Linked DNA regions of Rattus norvegicus: region 1 is linked to region 2. The links are chromatin contacts, called in public Hi-C maps. All regions are on one chromosome and are shown on one strand. Each heading gives the region's core, a stretch centred on a gene start, on an enhancer-like site or on the middle of the called end of the contact. The rest is flanking DNA. Distances are from core to core; before and after follow the strand shown.

Region 1 (2,700 bases), core at 145-2,644, 400 kb before region 2:
TTAAAAGTTGGGTTTCAATTTTACAAACTGGAAAAGTGGAAGAGCTGTATTGTAAAGTACGTGATGAGAGCTAATTGTTTGAATTCTGGCAGCAGAAGGCCCCTTGGAGTGGCCGGTGGGGTGGAGAGTCCGGCGTTTTATTTGTGAAACTGAGGGTCAAAAAGGAGTAGTACCTTTTAGGTAACGTGTGTGTTGCCAATGCCTAAAAGCCGAGGACTCAATATATTCTTTTGGGTTTTGTTATTTAAGGGTATGTGTTTTTGAAGCTGACACTTGGGGTGGTCCGCCTAGAAGCAGGGACCACCAGAATGGGCCCCTTTAATGACAGATCCTTTTCCCTTCATATTCCCTGTCTAGTGTAGAGGCTTGAGGCATGTCACCTCGGCCAGGTAACCCTGTCCTAGCAGAGATACAGGTTGTGTCCAGTCACACATCTTCGCCTCCCGGGGGTCCTAGGAGAGTTGCTAGAAACATTCGGGGTCCCTTGCTGTGCCAGCAGCCACCGGCCTGGTGTCAGAAACACTGCGCGGAAGGACACAGGGGCCTGCAATGACTCACACACCAGCGGAGGCCCAGGGTCCCCGGAGGGTCCTAGATTGCCGGCTCTAGATCCGCGGGAGATAGTCTTATTATTCCTTCATAGTGGGGGTGTGGGGGTGTCGTGTCCGCTACCTAGGCAACGGCGATCTGAAGTCTCCAGCGACCAGCACATCCCCTACAGTCCCTGCTCAAGTGGACACAGGCCACCATCCAGCCTTCCACTTTTCTCCTTCCCCGTTCTAGCTCCCTTCCCCCTTTCTCCCCCTCGACCCCCCCCGCGCAGTTTTCTCGTCCCTCCCTCCCATTCCCAGCACTAGTCAAGCGAGTTTCCCTTTTCACAAAATGGCCACCTTGCTGGACACCCACGGTCACGTGATCCCGCTGCCCTCCACGGAAAGCCAGGGCTCATCAGGCCAGACAAAGCCAACTACATGCCCGGGGAAGGAGAGAAAAGGAATAGTGCTAGAAAGATGAAAACTGGGTGCACAGGGGAAGCAGCAGCAAATAAGCCCAATTTAAATCCTAGGACCTTATTGCTAGAGGACAGACGGAAATGCTTCTCGCGAGATCTCGAGAAAACACTAAGACTCGGGTACTGGCGGAGAACAGGGGACAAACAAACCCAAGAGAACCAGAACCACATATAACGCGGAGTTGTCTATGTGCAGACAACGACGTGGGTAACTGGACTGACTAGGAAATCTCACGGGACTAGGACGAGCAACGCACCGTAAGCAGGCAGAAATCCTAACGGCAGGGGACTGCCGCCTGGGAGAGGAGGGCACACGTCTTACGTGCTGACGTAGCAGTCCTCCGAGTTGGTATATAAGATCGGTGGCCGCGCGGTGCGCTTCAAAGCCGCAGTTCTCCCGTGAGAGGGTCTTTGCGGTAAAGCCAGCACTTGCTCAGCAGCGGAAGACTCCGAATTTTCGGTACTCTTCAGGGATGAGTCATGTGGCAGTGGAAAATGCGCTCGGGCTGGACCAGCAGGTGAGCTGCAGTGGTCGCTGCATCAATTTCTCCCCTAGCCTAACCTGCCTTGTGGCGCAGCTCTTTAAGTTCTGCTTTTTCCTTCCCGGTTCCCCGGTTGGCTCGGGCCGGCGGGTGCCAGTATCTAGGGGTTCTGGAGGGACAGGATGCTTAGGGGGAGTGCTAGAGCCTGTTGGTCCTCCAGCTCGGCTCGGTTCGCGGTATTGTCCCTGGCCCGAGCACAATGGCGGCTTTTGTGTCTGTGCGCAGGCGAGCCGAGGGGGAGGGGGCGCGCGCATTCGGGCGCACGCGCGCGCACCCTAGTTGATTAGTGACCGGCGGTGGGGGGGCGTTGTAGATAGATTGCCCCGCGTGGCGGCGCGCGGGCCGGGATGGATGGTTTTAGCCTCGGATTTCAGGGGCTTGGGGCCTCCATGGCTCCAGTGGCTGTGCTTTTTAAATCCGGGAGTGAGCGGCGGCGCGCGGGCTAGCCGAGTGGCCGCGCGGCGCTGGAATGTGGGAGGGGGCGCCACGGGATGGGGGCTGGCCTCAGCGCGGGCTAATGGCGGCGGCCTCCTTTGTGTGGCGCAGGCTAGCTGTGCCGCGCGGTCGCCCCCCCACCCCATCCCCCCGGGCCTGCCGGCCAGCGGGCTCCTATGCAAGCCAGCCGGGTTTCTTCGGCACCGCGGGCCCGGTGTGTTGCGGCAGGGGAGGCCGAGGTTCCCGAGTGGAAAGTTTTGTGACGCAGAAATTTCAGGGCGGATCGGGCGGGGGGAGGGGGGGGAGGGAGGCCGGGGCTGCTGCGTGCGCACTAGCGCCGGGCTTGGCTGTGACGCGAGCCACCCGGCGCGGCCCTTGCTCAGCCTTAGGCTCCAGGAGGCTCCAGGAAACAGCCCGAGGTCCCGAGCCCGGCACACCCGCCCTTTACCTGGGCGCCAGGAAGGACCACGCGCCTTGTGAGGGACGCCCCACTCTGGCATCGTCTAGAGGCAAAATGCCCAGAATATGGCAACAGATAACTTGTTGCTGCCGTTGAAGTAAAATTGGGAGATTGATCAGGCCTGGTTTTTGATTCCTTAATCGAGACTCCATTTCTAGGTTTACAAGGTGAGGAGGAGATGAGGATCTGTTGTCTTCTGCCAGGCCTCCCCCTCAATGACCCGCAACAGTATTCCATGTTGTAACATTGTA
Region 2 (2,700 bases), core at 197-2,696:
GGCCAATGAATATGGAGTGTAATCTATGACTTCATTGACGCGACCATGGGAAGAAGCCTGGTGAGGCCAAATGCAACTTAGAGCTTAAGTACACTTCAGTAAATAAGGAACGAGAGGCAGCATAATAGGCAGGCTAAAAGATTGCCTGAGTTCAAATATTTGCTCCATCATTTATAAATTGCCTTGGACACGCTCTTTCTCTTCCAGAGAAAAACATGAGTAATGGCTGGACCTCACTCAAGAGAGTTGTTAAGAGGGCTGAATGACTTAATAAAAGTACCCAGCAATCAGAAAATATTTGGTATGTTATCCAAATAGCCAAATACCAGGGAAAAGGGCGAAATTCACAGCTGGAGGCTGAGGGTAAACATGAGGTCTGGAGAGGTATACAAGGAAAGTGACTCTGGGCCAATTCTAGAAGAAACCCACAAAGTGAACTGAAGCCTAGCTTGCAATCCTAACAGCAGTATCTGGAGAGGTAGCAGATCCATTCTGTTTTATGCTAGCCAGACCATACTCTGAAACTCAGCAAGCAGACAAAGAATGTGAGGTCATCTGGAAAGACACCAGAAGCTACATTAATATGCATCTGAGCCTTGGCCTTTCTGTACAATCTGGGTCGCTGAACTAGCCACCACATTACAATGGAAAATAGCAACAAGGCCACGGCCCTAGAGATCTGCCTCAATGGTAGGAACTCAATTGAGAGGAGTAACCCTAATCCCTCTGCTGTGCTATTTTGGTTTTGTTCTTTTGGAGGCAGGAACTCTTCACATAGCCCAGGCTGGCGTTCAACATACTATTCTAGTGGTGGACTCTTCCAGGTTCAGGGATTTATAAGTGAATACCACCATGGCCAGTCTATCCTGTTTTCAAATAGTGGCCAACAGCAAGTTTCTAGATCAAAGTTCTTTATGCCTTCTGCTAATCCTGCTGGCATAGACTTTACAGAGTCCTTTAATAGCAGTTCCTTTCTCTGTTTCCTTCCTGCCTCTTTCTGGTGTCCTCCAAATGAGATTTTCTTAGCACCCTGGACACTCCCTTCTACTGTTTTCTTTTCCTGTATTCAGGAGCACCTCTTTCTCTTTCCCAGTTCGGTTTTGTCTCTGTGTCCCTACTTTTCTCTTTCAAGACCCCTTTCCCATAACTGCATTCACTCTTCTTTTCTGCACCCCCTCTCCATCTGTCAGAAGCAGAAATGCTTATCTTGATGGGGAAATTCAGCCTGTACTCAGAAGAAAAACACCGTTTCCTCTATATTTTTAAGCCAACACATTGAGCTGGCTGCAAAGGGAACTGACAGGTTTGCATGCATGCTCATATTCACTTCCCCTTTGTGGCCAGCAAGGCTTGAAAAACACAGGACACATGGGGTCAGCTCTCGTGGGTAAAGATTACATGGTTCCAAGTATGTGTGGCAATTAGGAGGAGAGGACAGCCAAGTAACACAAGTGAGTCTCCTGACCCGTTGACTGGATATTTATGATCCTCATAGTAGTGAATGGGTACAGCGCAGAGGGGTGGGAGAAGTGCTCCCTTACCCTTCTGGAAGACTCATTTTCTACATCCTTTCAGACTGTGGGACTGTAGACGTCACTGAAGGATTGAATAAACTTCTAGAACTAGCAGGACTAGATTTTTTCTTCTAGTTTTATTGCCAAGTCAGATTGATGTTCTACAAGGACAGAAACGGAATGGATATTCATAGTGGACAAAAATTACAAAGGCAATGGCCTAGATTTGTGGTACATTTGCTGTAGGTTTTAATATGAGAAGGAACCAAAGCAGTTCGACAGCTCCAGGACCTACCTGGGATATGTGAGGTCCCTTTGCAAAGCACAATTTTCTTTCCTTTGAGGAACATTGCTGAGGAAACAGTGGACTCTAAGCTACACATACCTTATTAATCCCTAGGGAGAGAGCCAGCTTACTGCACTTAAAGGAAAGAATATAAAAGCCTTGTCAGAACATCAAAAGTAAAAGCATATTAAAAGAAATATGGCAGATTCAAATGAAAATAGTGTATTCAAACTACTTTCTAAAAAGGTGATAATGGACAGGAGGAGACATTTCTTTAAGAAAAAGTGAGTTCTTTGAGTGATTTCACTTGCCAGCTCTTCTGTTTGTGAGGTGGGACGAGGGAACTGTGTATGTGAGACATCCACGGAGGATGGGAGGGGTGACTGAAGATTTAGTGACAAACCAAATGTTCTCAGGGATAAAACCATGGATGTGCCCCTGCTGTAGAGAGCTGAGATGTGAGGCACCTTTAGGAGGAAGGATCAACATAGCTGATTGGCTGCTGGAGGAAGTGAGGACAGCAGAGGAGAAAGGGTATCTCTTCTAATACTTTCTTCAGAGAATTTCATTATAAGCCCTTAAGAATTTTCGACTTTTCAAACTATATCCATCAGCTGCCATAATTTTATTTTAGAAGTTAAATATCAGAAGATGATCACAAAAGTGTCCCATGCTAAAATGTTAGGCTGTTTTTGTTTTCTTTTTCCTTTTTCTTCTTTTAATGGGTGTAGGATCTCAGTATGTGGCTTTGGCTGTCCTAGAAGACAGGCTAGCTTCACAGACATCCACCTGTCTCTGCCTCCTGAGTGCAGGGAGTAAAGGCGTGCACCACCACATTGGCTTGCCAGACTTTCTTTTTTTTTTTTTTTTCGGAGCTGGGGACGGAACCCAGGGTCTTGC

The links. A called contact is a pair of places that touch in the nucleus more often than the background predicts.
Region 1: a contact with region 2 is called in a Hi-C map of Schwann cells, with 7 times the contacts expected there. The contact joins the promoter of Ddx3x here to the enhancer-like site in region 2. A contact is called at or near these places in 6 of 12 Hi-C or Micro-C datasets (the A7r5 cell line, the Rat2 cell line, Schwann cells and 3 more).

The regions. Positions count from the first base shown.
Region 1 is chrX:12,164,677-12,167,376 of GRCr8, reverse strand. It overlaps Ddx3x (DEAD-box helicase 3, X-linked), which reads left to right and starts at 1,394. Exons shown (of 17, transcript NM_001398752.1): 1 at 1,394-1,530. The coding sequence starts at 1,486.
Region 2 is chrX:11,762,442-11,765,141 of GRCr8, reverse strand. All of the region lies in intron 5 of Cask (calcium/calmodulin dependent serine protein kinase), which reads right to left. Among named protein-coding and RNA genes, the nearest start is that of Gpr82, 6.3 kb to the right of the region's middle. Within about 2 kb of position 1,446, at least 15 of the 93 cell types and tissues checked have an H3K27ac peak or open chromatin away from gene starts, as enhancers often do.